Regions from separate parts of the Mus musculus genome. Here regions 1 and 2 are each linked to region 3. Evidence: chromatin contacts called from public HiChIP or PLAC-seq data. All regions are on one chromosome and are shown on one strand. The core of a region is the stretch at or near the end of the contact, and the rest is flanking DNA. Distances in the headings are between cores, read along the strand shown. Region 1 overlaps Fbln2 (fibulin 2). Region 2 has its middle 79 kb from the start of Fbln2. Region 3 has its middle 20 kb from the start of Fbln2.

What was found. HiChIP or PLAC-seq counts read pairs in DNA pulled down with a chosen protein or histone mark.
Region 1: an H3K27ac HiChIP or PLAC-seq map of embryonic fibroblasts shows a contact between it and region 3, with 17 read pairs. The contact joins two enhancer-like sites. A contact is called at or near these places in 10 of 39 promoter capture datasets (the 3T3-L1 cell line, 3T3-L1-derived adipocytes, cranial neural crest and 6 more), 1 of 15 datasets of contacts at CTCF or cohesin (the NIH/3T3 cell line), 8 of 484 Hi-C or Micro-C datasets (the HL-1 cell line, the HPC-7 cell line, embryonic heart and 5 more), 5 of 115 datasets of contacts at active chromatin or transcription factors (the SCID.adh cell line, double positive thymocytes, embryonic fibroblasts and 2 more) and 2 of 9 other capture datasets (adipose tissue and pancreatic islet).
Region 2: an HNF4G HiChIP or PLAC-seq map of pancreatic cancer cells shows a contact between it and region 3. The contact joins two enhancer-like sites. A contact is called at or near these places in 2 of 39 promoter capture datasets (hematopoietic stem and progenitor cells and hippocampal neurons), 1 of 15 datasets of contacts at CTCF or cohesin (the NIH/3T3 cell line), 4 of 484 Hi-C or Micro-C datasets (cerebral cortex, muscle stem cells and ventral hippocampal neurons), 4 of 115 datasets of contacts at active chromatin or transcription factors (embryonic basal ganglia, embryonic fibroblasts, forebrain and 1 more) and 1 of 9 other capture datasets (embryonic stem cells).

The regions. Positions count from the first base shown.
Region 1 is chr6:91,258,215-91,262,076 of GRCm38.p6, reverse strand. Fbln2 (fibulin 2) reads right to left here. Exons shown (of 18, transcript NM_007992.2): 9 at 2,307-2,447. Among named protein-coding and RNA genes, the nearest start is that of Fbln2, 47 kb to the right of the region's middle. Within about 2 kb of position 2,121, at least 103 of the 459 cell types and tissues checked have an H3K27ac peak or open chromatin away from gene starts, as enhancers often do. A contact at or near this core is called in 3T3-L1-derived adipocytes, the HL-1 cell line, the NIH/3T3 cell line and 3 more, where this site is marked.
Region 2 is chr6:91,289,715-91,293,417 of GRCm38.p6, reverse strand. No RefSeq gene overlaps it. Among named protein-coding and RNA genes, the nearest start is that of Fbln2, 79 kb to the right of the region's middle. Within about 2 kb of position 2,222, at least 7 of the 459 cell types and tissues checked have an H3K27ac peak or open chromatin away from gene starts, as enhancers often do. A contact at or near this core is called in pancreatic cancer cells, where this site is marked.
Region 3 is chr6:91,190,640-91,194,691 of GRCm38.p6, reverse strand. No RefSeq gene overlaps it. Among named protein-coding and RNA genes, the nearest start is that of Fbln2, 20 kb to the left of the region's middle. Within about 2 kb of position 1,666, at least 60 of the 459 cell types and tissues checked have an H3K27ac peak or open chromatin away from gene starts, as enhancers often do. A contact at or near this core is called in 3T3-L1-derived adipocytes, the HL-1 cell line, the NIH/3T3 cell line and 4 more, where this site is marked.

The DNA of each region.
Region 1 (3,862 bases), core at 872-3,371, 67 kb before region 3:
CCTGGTCCTGTAATGCCAGCTGCTTCTCAGGGGTAGTAACATTTGAGTTGAATCTATGAGTATGATTAGGGGACCAGGTAGGAAAGTAGGGGTGGGGAAGAGACCCTTCCAGGCAGAGATGGTATAGACAGAAATGGCGATAGGGAAGGGACAGTTTTGAGTCAAGTTTGCCATAGAGGTACAATCAGGCACCACAAAGACATCTGATGTACAGCTGAATAGGCACAGGGAGATGGGCACCTAGGACCCTAGGAGTTTCCCACAGCTAAGAGGCCTCAGAGTATTGTATGACAAGAGTCACTACTCACAAAAGATCCCCAGGGGTCAGGAAGCTACAAGAACTGACCAGACTCACTGTCTTGTAATACAGAGGTGGCCATTTCACAGATGAGGAGATCTTTCACCCCAAAGGGATGCCACTGGACTGAATTACGCAGCCAGCAAATATGGAATCTAGGGCGCTTGCTCCGAGCTACAGGCTTTTCTCGCTGCCTGCTTCCCGTTGCAAAGTCCTCAGAGCAGGGCTTTGCCATTCCTACTCTCTGCAGTCCAGCCAGCATAGCTGTGGAACTTTCTTAAGAGTAAAGCATATAGGGGGCCCTGGCAGAGGCCACACCAAGCTGTCCCCAGCTTCTAGGCCTCAGCTTCTAGCTCAGGGAACCCTGCTAGCATTCCTCCTGGGGACTAATGCACCCGGTCTCCATGGTGACCTTCAGATGCAGATGCCTCTTTTGTGGAGTGGGGAAACTAGGGCTCAGAGAGGTTATGGACTTCAGTGAAGCCACACTCATCCCAGCATGGTCCTGCTCCTCCCCTATCTGAGTTCCTGCACCTGAGCAGAGCAACTGCAGAACCCCCGAGCCCCCAAGTGATGTTGGCTTGAAGTGGGAGGAGAGTGACTGATAGCTTGTGCAGAATAAAGAGGGAAGCAATGCAGAGCTGGTTCATAAATCTTGCTGAATGGAATGTATCTTGGCTTTCTCATCCGTGGGCTCATCTTTCAGCCGCTAAGAACCCTGCAGCAGAGGTCATAGCTGCCAAGCCAGGGAGTGGCAAATGGGGGGACATCCTGAGAGGGGACCCACATGCCTCCCAGCGCACACACACACACACACAAACCCAGTCCACCCAGGAGGAACTGCCATCACTGGCAAGCACATCAGGAGGGCCATGTTGTACCGTGGGTGCAGCGAGGCAAACATGTCAGCCAGCACTGCTGCCCAGCGGTGCAGGGGAGGAAGAGGACATGTCCAGGCTGGACATGGTCCCCAAGCACAGGCAAGACAGACAGGACTCTGGCCGCAAGCCCTGAGCACTGTGTGCCCTGGTCCCACCTCCACACCTCTGTCCCAACTGTCTTCAAAACTGTCCTGTTTTGTGGCTTTTCCCATCGCCAATTCCCACCCATCCTTGGGAATAGGTGGAGCTATTCCTCTTTCCTCTGGGTGCCAGTTGGCAAGAGTGAAGTCTCCCTTTGCCTGTTTCCCCATCATTGCATCAGCCAGTCTGCCTGACTTCTCCTCTACTCAGTGTTATCTCTGAGATGCAGGAAGCCAGGGCTTACATTTTTTCCTCAGTGAGAATACCAGGTAACTCAGACACAAGACAGTATGGAGTCCTTCCTTGTCCACAGAACTCCAGAATCCCAGCCCCGGCCTATTCAGGCATAGATAGACAAGAGGCCCAGCCACGTGCAGGTTTACACAGGGCTCACATCTTCCTTGTCCATTGAAGGAAGGCTCAGAGGGGAAAGTAACATTTGTTCAGGGTCACACAGCAAATGGATGTTGAACTGGGCCAGCTGGACCAGGACAATCTACTTGCCTCTCGGGAGATCCCAGATAAATCTACAAGCAAGCTAAGTGGCCGAGGTAACAGGATGTGTGACCCAGACTATGTGCACACGGCACATGCACCCGAATCCTCGTCGCTGTCAGTAGCTTCCAATAACTGAGAAAAGACAAGAGCCAGAGCCACTGGGGTCCTGCCTCCCACCCAGGCCTCCCTGCTTCCACACTGCTACATGGCCCTGCTGTCCACATCTGGCCTTCCTGTCTCTGGCCCATCCCTGAGACATCCCATTAGCTTTCTGAGTCACGGGCATATCTGGGAACACAGCCATGGAGAACAAGCGGGACAAGACACCAGGACACGAGGGTATGACACAGAGCTCGGCAGGCTGCTGTGTGGGAGCTCACATGCAAAGGGTAGTAGGCCCTTTAGCATGTGGCACTATGTGGTGGGTTGGCGTGGAGCAGAGCAGACAGCCGTGACGTGGGCGGCGGCAGGCAGGGGCTCTAGCTTACCCACACACTTCCTATGTGCGTTGAGGATATAGCCCTCTGCACACAGCACTGTGTGGTTGACACAGTAGAAGGATCCCAGGGTGTTCACACAGAACTGTTTCCAGCTACAATCGTGAGTGCCCATCAAACACTCGTCTTGGTCTAATGACAGCCACGGAAGGAAAAACAGAAGGCTGTTAGAGAGGCGTGTCTGCCAGGGGCATCCGGGGAGAGAGAGATAAAGAACCTGTGTGCGCCTGTCAGGGGGCAGCTGAACCTTAGACCCAAGTTGAGTTTGTAAAACTCAAAGATGTTAGAGCTGCCCCTACTGCCCAGTAAGGGCAGATGGAGAGAGACTCAGAGAGGATAAGCAGCCAGCCCAGAGTAAACCCCAGGCAGCAAACTTTCCCCAACCCATGCTTGGTAATAATGCCCAAGTCTACAGCAACCAAAGAGATAACAACAGTAGGGTCTGAAATTTCAAGGGCTCTGGGGTTCCAGGCCAGTATCATTCACAGAAGGGGATGGGGAGGAGGGCTCCAGAGGCTGCCAGGCTAAGGCTATACAGAAGGGCCTCCATGAAAAGAAGCTTTATGAAGTTTCTCCAGAAACTCAAATCTGGAGATATTTTTAAAATCCTCAGGCTGTCCCAGCAGAGAATCCCTGTGATTATTCCTGAGAACAAAAGGAGACAGGCCTCCTCCTGTGTGGGAGCTGTACATGCCCTCACAGGTGTGTCTTTGCAGCCTCTGCCCTGTTCCCCTCCACTCTTCCTGCTGCAGTGCGCCAGTGTCTGGCAGAGGCAGTAGACTGGGCCTCGGGCAGCAGGTCCCTGAGAGGGGTCAGAGCTGAGAGCCCTGGGGAGAATCAGAGCTCAAAGAACACATTATCCCCTGGGTCTGTTGTCTCCATCATCAGAGAGAAAGGCCAATCAGTTGTCACCAGGCTCTGTGCTTTAGCACCTTCTCTGGACTCACTGGAGGGTGTCAGTTACATACAGAGCCTCTAGAGTATGTGGGATGTGAGCTTCAGAGAAGAACGTGGGCATCCTTTTGGACAAGCCTGATCATTCTATGCAGATATTCAGACCATGCCTTCTGAGCCTGAGCCCATACATATCCTAGACTTGGCTCTCTATCCTGCTTCTGCTAAGACAGGAGGGGTAAGATCCTAGGACCCTCAAACTAGTTCAAACAAAACTCACTGAGGAAGCCAACCAATAGGCGTCAGAACCACTGTTCCCGTTGTATACTGTGTACTGAGAGGTCCTATCTACATGACATTGGTGGCGGTGAGCTTCCTCTGCCAGTCACAATGACATGAAGAGTGATGTTCTTCACTGTGACTGGCAGAGGAAGCTCACCGCCACCAATGTCAATTCCCTCTCCATGACTGCAGGCATGTGGGGGAGGAGGTCACTTCTGGATGCTGCCACCAACACAGTGACACATCCAACACAGTGACACATCGCTCCCTTCTCTCTTTCTCCACCTTGGGCTGGAGCATGGATGAACTCAGAGATCACAAAGTAAGCTTAGCCTTGTAGACCACACCAGCCCTCAGGGAGCAGTGAGTTG
Region 2 (3,703 bases), core at 973-3,472, 98 kb before region 3:
GAAGTCAGGGACTGCCCTGCCTTTTCCTGACCCACAATCATCAACGTCATCCTATCTGAGAGCTAAGTCTCATCTCCACTTGCAGGATGTCCACCTTGCTCTTCGTCCCCCTGGGTGGATGCTGATGCAAGCTCCCACTCGGTGGGTGACTCATGCAATAGCAATAGTCCCTGCTTCTACCACAGTCGCCAGCCTACTATTAAACGTCTGGATGCATGCATGCATGGGCAGATGAATGGACTTGTGGATGCATGACAAGCATGGATGGGGTGAAGGTGTGGATGCATGTATGAATGCACGGGTGAGTGTGTATGTGGGTAAATGGGTGGCTGGGAGATTATATGGATGCATGAATGGATTCACCAGTAGATGCATGCATAGGTAAATGGGCTGGTGGAAGAGTGACAGGGAAAGAGATAGGGATGGGCATGTGAACGTAGAGTTAGAAGATGTTCCAAGGTAGCCCACCCTCTCCCAGAAACTAGAACTTGGGAAAACCCCTTACTCAGCCAGGGCTTCCTCCCTCCTCCAGTCAGAACATAGGCAGAGAGGGTCCCAGCCCACAGACTTGCCTGTCTCTCCCAGTCATTTTGGTGTAGCCCTGCAAATGTTTGTAGGAATCAACGCCTGGGCCTCTGAAGCCAAGAAGCCCAGTTCCTCCTATTGTTTCTCATTCAGAGAGGTGCCTCTCACCTCGCTGACCCCTCTAAAAGCACACCAGACCTCAAGGGTCTTAGCTGAAGCATTTACTGGGTCCAAAGACTCAAGAGTGGAGATAACAATCTCCTCTCTCCCAGTGAGCTCTACACCTTGGGTATGACCCAAGGACATGTTTGCTTCTTTGTACTACAAGGTCTGAGCTCCTGAGTAGCCAGTACCCAGTACTGAGCCATGTCTTGCCCCTCTAGCCATGTGCAGCTTGCGATGTCATAACTGACTTTATGTCCTGTTCTTTTCCCTTCACAGGTTTCCTGCCAGTGTGACAAGGCCACCCCATGGTTTCAGACCATCTCCATCTTAGCTTGACTGTCACCTTCCAGTCTTGAACGGAGGGGTGGTCCACCTTCCCTGGGATGGGGGACAGCCCAGTGACAGCCTCAGTGCTGGAGTGGGGCCCAGCTCTCCTCTTCCCCAAGGTTCCTTACCAGCCTCTACTTCTCCCCTCAGCCTGGGCTTCAGTTTCCCACCTACCAGAAGTTTCCAAAGACTCAGTCCCACACCCCGCCTTCCATCCCCAGTGAATCACTGACAGATGCAGAGAATCACACGTGTATTGTGCTTTACAGTAAGAGTGAGGTCTGTAGAGATGAGCTTGCCCCGGGCTCTCCCAGCACACCAAGAGAAGGCTAATTGCAGGCATCAGTACACCCCTGAGTTCCTAAGCAAATTCCACAGTAAATTCTGTGTGAGGACTCTCCACTCTAACCCACGAGTCACGTGGCCTCTCTCTGTGGCCTCTCAGGAGAGATGAGTTTGCCTAGCCATAAGTAGGAAAGTAAGAGGACCCCTGGTCATGCAAGTATCATGAAAACGGCATGAGGTCACCCATGTGGGGCTCAAAAGATATCAGCACCCCAGCCTCTGCTGAGCACCTGACCCACATCCTCATCTCTCACCACATACACTTTCAATTTCTTCTCATTTTACAGTTGGGGAAACTGAGGCTCAGAGAGAGACATGCTGCTCTTCTGCCCTCAAACTGTAATCAGTAAGTTATGTTGAGTAAGAGTGCCCACCCTTGGGTCCCTGCTGACGTGCTCCTAAGTCCACAGTCATCCCCGACCTTCCCGGGATCCAGTTCTGGCTGCAAGGAGCCATGGCGGAGGGGTCTTCCCTGCTTTCTCTGCGTGAGACCACTGCTGACTACAAGCAATGCCCACTCTGATTCTTCCTTGTTACTCAGATTCTCAATGGTATGTCGCCACGATGATTACCAGCAGGGTGAGAGCTGGGGGCGGGGGGGCAGGACAGGGATTCTGGCAGACGTGGGATGTCCAGGCTGAAGGAATCAAGTTGCCTGGCTTAGGGAGAAGGGTAGGAAGCTAGATTTGGGTGGAGACTCTGCACTCCACCTGAAGGGCTCAGGACAGTAAATAAGGAGAGCGGGTGCACTGATTTCCATGGGCTCCTTGCTGAGCAGGAACTGGCCTGTGGGTCGATGTGCTGGGATGTGGGGCAGGAAGACACGGGGACTCAGTTGCTGGCTGCCAGGAGGTATTGATTCCAGGCACAGTGCTGGGACCCAGCCAAGAGATGAGGTCATGAAGGACAGGACGGTGACTCCGGGGGCGGTGGTGTCCCAGCCGATGACGTGATTGCCAGCCATAAGGAGTCTGCCTGGAAGACAGAACCTCTCTCTCCTTCCTTCTCCTTGGCAGTCTCCTCATCCCATACTGCAGTGAGGCCCATCGGGTCTGATCTGCCTTCCAATTTGCTGTGTGACCCTGGGCGGGTCATCACCTCTTTGGGTTCCTAAGGGTAACTCACAGCTCCAAAAATACCTCCAGTATTGATTTTGAGCAGTTCCCATCTATGGATATTGACAACACCCAACTACCACACATAGCTGCCTCAGTTTCCCACTGTGTGACTTAGGTACTGGGGGCACGCTTCTTCCCATCTCCACCTAGACTGTCTCCCTGTAGATAGTGGAGTAGGCAGTGGCAGGTTAGAGCCTGGCTGTGCCACAGAGGGACTGTGAGGTGCGCCTTTCTGCTTTGTGTCTGGCTCCCCACCATGAGGCCAGTACAGAACTTCTCTGCACAGGGCAGACCCTGAGAGACAGGAAGGGTGACTGAAGACACTGAGATAGTATCCTGTCCTATGTCCTGTGGGCTCCACTTTGTCCTGGATCCAAGCTTTAAGGCTCCATTTCCTGAGCCTCAATTTCATGTAGGGACAGTGTGGCTGGGAACCTGAAGGGAGACTGCTCAGGGTGAAGTTTGACATTAGGGCTTGGCATATAAGAGCTCTATTCTCTTAGTTGCTGTGAGCATCCAGCCAGGTCCCACACATGTATGTCCCTTGCTCTGTTAAATCCGGAGCAGCCTGGTCCCTATCCTCAAGAGTGTGGGTACCACATCAATACAGGAGAGCACTGGGTACTGCATCAATCCAGGAGAGCATTGGAGACCAACTCCAGGGCCCCGTGACCAGAGCAATGGGCCAGCAACCAAGAGCTCCAGGGCCCCTCTCAGCTACAAAACCACAAAGCCGCGAATCTCCTTAACTCCCTGTCTAACTTCACTCAGGAACAAAAGCTTGGCATCTATCTACAGTGCAGGATTTGGTGTCTATTTTCCAAAGCTCGGCATCTATGCCCCAGAGCTTTGAGTCTACATTCAGCGCCAAGTACCTATATTATGGGGATGGTGTCTACACCATGTAGCCGGTATCTGCAAGGATTTTCTGATGTCATAATGCAGTACTGGACCTCTACAGTCTAAGCCAATGAAGTGTTGGCAGTCTTTGAGACAAGAACAAAATCAACTGGGAGAAGATGAGGCCTGAATGAGAAGTGTGGTTGTGGGGAAGCCAGTGGGCCTCAGGAGAGAGATGGGTGGGTGGCTTGGGGGAGGGGGGTCCATAGTGTCACTGCCATGGCCTCAAGTCCCAATACCTCTCCCTTCCCCCAGTGTGTTCCACCTTCCCTGGCCTGCCTATAACTTTGACACACCAGGCATAGCTGCCACAGGGCCTTTGC
Region 3 (4,052 bases), core at 417-2,916:
GGTTGTTTTAAGATGTAAGCCCTCAGCTACTGTTCCTCCCTATGCCTACCTGCCTACTGCCATGCTCTCTGCCATGACAGCCATGAACTTTAACCCTCTTAAACTGTAAGCCCCAAATACGTTCACATTAGTCATGGCAATAGAAAAGTAACCAAGACAGATTCTAAGCACCCCTGTGGCAGTCCTAGGAGATCTGGCACCCCCTTTTAGCCTCCATGGCTACTCCATGCATGTGGTACACAGACATACATGCAGGCAACATCTATACACATAAAATAACAGAATATAAAAAAGAAGGAGGAGGAGCAGAAGAAGCCACAGCCATCTTATTACAGACTGGAATGTGAGCTTGATGAAGCCGGGCTCCTCTTACAAAGGCAGCATGGAAAGAGCTGGAAGCTGACCCTACCTAGGCAAGCAGTCACTTCTCTGGATCCACTGGTTCTGGAACCTCTGGGAAGCCCAGATCCATAGGTGCTGAAGCCCTGAACAGCTTTCTGTGTCTGCCTCCCCCTTCCTCCATAAACATCTCTCACTTTTTAAAAATAGTTCCGTGATAGCTATAATGTTTATGCAACCTACCACTGCAGCTCAATAGAAAGAGGCAGGGTCACGGAGCCTTGGAGTCAATGCCCCAGAGCTTTCCATCTTCCCAAATGGCAACTCTGACCCCTTTAAAAGGTAACTCCCAGCCCCTGGCACACAATATGCTACCTTCTGGTTGAATTTAACTGTTTTAAGGATGCCACACAAGAAGAATTATCCAAAGTTTGCCTTTTTTATGAGCAACTTGTTCATTTAAATAACCAGAATTCATCCATGATTCCAGCTGGTGTCCAGTCCCCTGCCTTTTAGACATGGGTTCTATTGTCAGACGTGCTGTGCTCATTGGTTTACTTAGGGCTATTATAGTTACTGTGTGACAGGCATGGGTGTGCAAGCTGCTCTTTCCATCCCCACTATCATGTCTTGGGAGCATACATCTCTGATTTCTCCTACACAGACTCTCAGCTCTATCCAGGGGCCTCAGATGTCCCGTTTCAAAAGAAGCAGGCCTGTTGTTTGCTAGGAAAAGAGTATGGTGAGGTAGGAATGTGGAGGAGAAACCTGTGCTGGCATATCTTCACAGCAATCCAGAGCTGGGTCACAAGTGCCTGTGCTTGTCCAGGATAGTTTTAAAGTCAAGAGATCCAGAGATTCTATATTCTGGCTTCTCTTGAAAAGCTAGTGGGTGAATCTGAGTGGGATACCTGCAGCCAGAACCAAACTGTGGCCCTAATCTGGCCCGACTGTTCTCTGACCTTGTTCCCTGAGTTTCCTATGCTGAGCTGAGAGCCTGAAGTTCCATGTTTTGAGATGCCCTTTGACACCATGCTGTTTAACTTTAGCTGAGCCTTGGGGGACCAGGGCAGAGGTTAGATGGTACAGCCTTAAAGCAACAGGCTTTAAAAACAGATGCTGAGTGCAAGCTCTGTGTTGATGAAGTTCTGTGTACCAAGACAGTAATGTGCTGCCCCAGCACAGTCTTCATCTTTGCCAATCAACTTGGCATTCAGCCTGACTATGGCCACAGGGAAAGCTCTTCCAGAAGCATACAGATGGCCATGCCTCACCCTGCCTGGAAGCCCTGATGCCCCCTATGTCATCAGGCCAGAGTCTGGGTGACTCAGCCTGGTCTTCCAGGCTTGAGAGCTGGCTCTGTGGTTTCCTTTTTCCCATACCCATACCACATTCCTTCCTCTGCCTTGAGGCCCTTTCCTATCACTCTTTCTGAACACTCCTACTCATCCTGCAGGACCCAGCTCTGGAGAGAGAGACTGTAAGTAGCATGGGGTGGGGGTGTTGATAATGGACCACTGCTGCAGGCTGGGCTCTGGGGAGAAACAGATACACTGGCGGTGGTGGCAGAAACAGCACCCTTGAGGGAACCAGAGCAATGAGGAAGAGGAGAATGCAGTAGAGAGACTGGGGTAGGGCCCAGGGTTGGCTGCAAGGAGTACTGTCTAGCATGGGCAATGCTGGAGTCTGCCAGGGGTTCTGAACAAGAGAAGTACCCCCCGCCCCCAGGAGACTGAGGTCCACATGGATCTTGGCAGGAAATGGAAGAGGATGACGAGTCAGGATGGAATGGCCTAGAAAAGAATCAGAGGATACAAACCAGCTGGGAAAGCAGAGAGCAAGGTACCAGAGGGCCACAGAGGGCATGCAGTCAATGTTATGCCCAAGTCCATACTGCCCAACCCTAAGGTTCAGATGGAGGAGAGCAAAAAAGATGTGAATGGAGTAGGGCTGGGGTCAATCAGTTACCATGTATAGCAGCAGGGCAGTGGGGCAACAGGGCAGCAGGGCACAGGGCAACAGGGCAATGGGGCAGCGGGGCAGCTAGGCAGTTGGGCAGTGGGGCAGTGGGCAGCAGGGCAATGGGGCAGCGGGGCAGCTGGGCAGTTGGGCAGTGGGGCAGTGGGCAGCAGGGCAATGGAGCAGCGGGGCAGCGGGGCAAGGGGCAGCAGCCATGTGTCACTTTAACAGAGATCTTGCCTATGGAAGTGGGAATAGTAGATAGTTTGGCAAACTCCTTTCTTGAGATTACCTAGATCCGTATCTCGGCCTCTGTTTCATCCCTCTCATCCTAGCCACTCAGCTCTGGTTTAGGCCCCTCTAGCCACCCTCATTGGCTGTCCTGGGAAAGCTGTCTGCCCATGCCCATTCAGTGCACTAGTGGCTTTGGCCTCTCAGATCCAAAGAGCGGTCTTTCCTGCTGCCCCGCCATAGAGATGTTCCCCCGGAGCCAGAGACTCCAAATCCTCTTGGCCTTTATCCTGCCTGTATACAACCTGGGACACAGCCCAGTCCTGAGTCTGAGTGATAGTGGGGGTTAGAAGTCTCCAGGGCCAGTGTATCTCTGGGTATGCCCTGTCATCCCAGGACGACCACATCTGCCATCTCAGTTTCCCAGCTCAGAGAGCTGTGAGCTCGCCCCTCTCACAGCACAGCTGCTTAGCAGCTCTCTTCTCCCCAGCCACTGGGCCCAGCAGGGACCCTGGATCAGCAGTGATGCTCACCACACTGGTGACCCTAATCCTATGTGCAGACAGGGCTAGTCCCAAAGCCTTCCCCTCACAAGAGGCCTTTGTCTGGCTGGTCTTCTGCCCACTCCCCCATCTTTCCTTGTCCTCTGCCAGGAAGGAAGTTTCCTGCAGAGCATCTCCTACTTCAGACCTCAGATCAGTAGCCCCATCCTGCAGTAAGAAGAGACTGGAAGGGCCAGATGTGGGCTCCCTCTTGTTGTCATGTCCTGATGCAGACCCTTGGGCTCATTCCTGCACTGTTCTAAGCCCACTCCTTGAACCTCTAGATGCTTTCCTTCCCAGAACAGATTTAAGAAGAGGTCATTCTTGACAGTCCTCAGCATCACAAGCCCATTGCAAACTCAAGGCCTAACGCTCATGTAGCCTCAAGCCTGACTCCTCCTGCCCATGTGACTTGCTAGGTTGTTGCTGTACCCCTGAGCAGACATGGTGGCAATCTCCCTTCATTCCTAAACTGACTTAGTTACTATTCTATCCCCGTGACACCACAACCAAGGCAACTTAGAAAAGACAGCATTTAATTTGGGTAATTTGGGTCTAACAGTTCCAGAGGGTTCGAGTCCATGACCATCATGGTGGAGAAATGACAGAGGCAGGCATAGAATCGGAGCGATAGCTGAGAGCTTACATCTGATCCACAAGCACAAGGCAGAGAAAGAGAGAGCTAACTGGGAAACTGATGCTTGTGGAGGTCAGAAGATGGTGTTGGATCCCCTGGAACTGGAAGTTCAGATGTTATGAGCCATCATCATGGACATGTTGGAAATCAAATCCAGGTCTCCTGGAAGATCAGCCAGTGCTTTTAACTGCTTAGCCATCTCTCCAGTCCCCCAAAAGTGCTTTTTAAAAATTCAGTGATGGGCTAGGGGATGTAGCTCAGCTAGCAATGTGCTTGCCTGATGTGCACAAAGTACTCGGTTAGATTTCCAGCAGTGCATTAAAAACTGGTATGGTGGTACATGC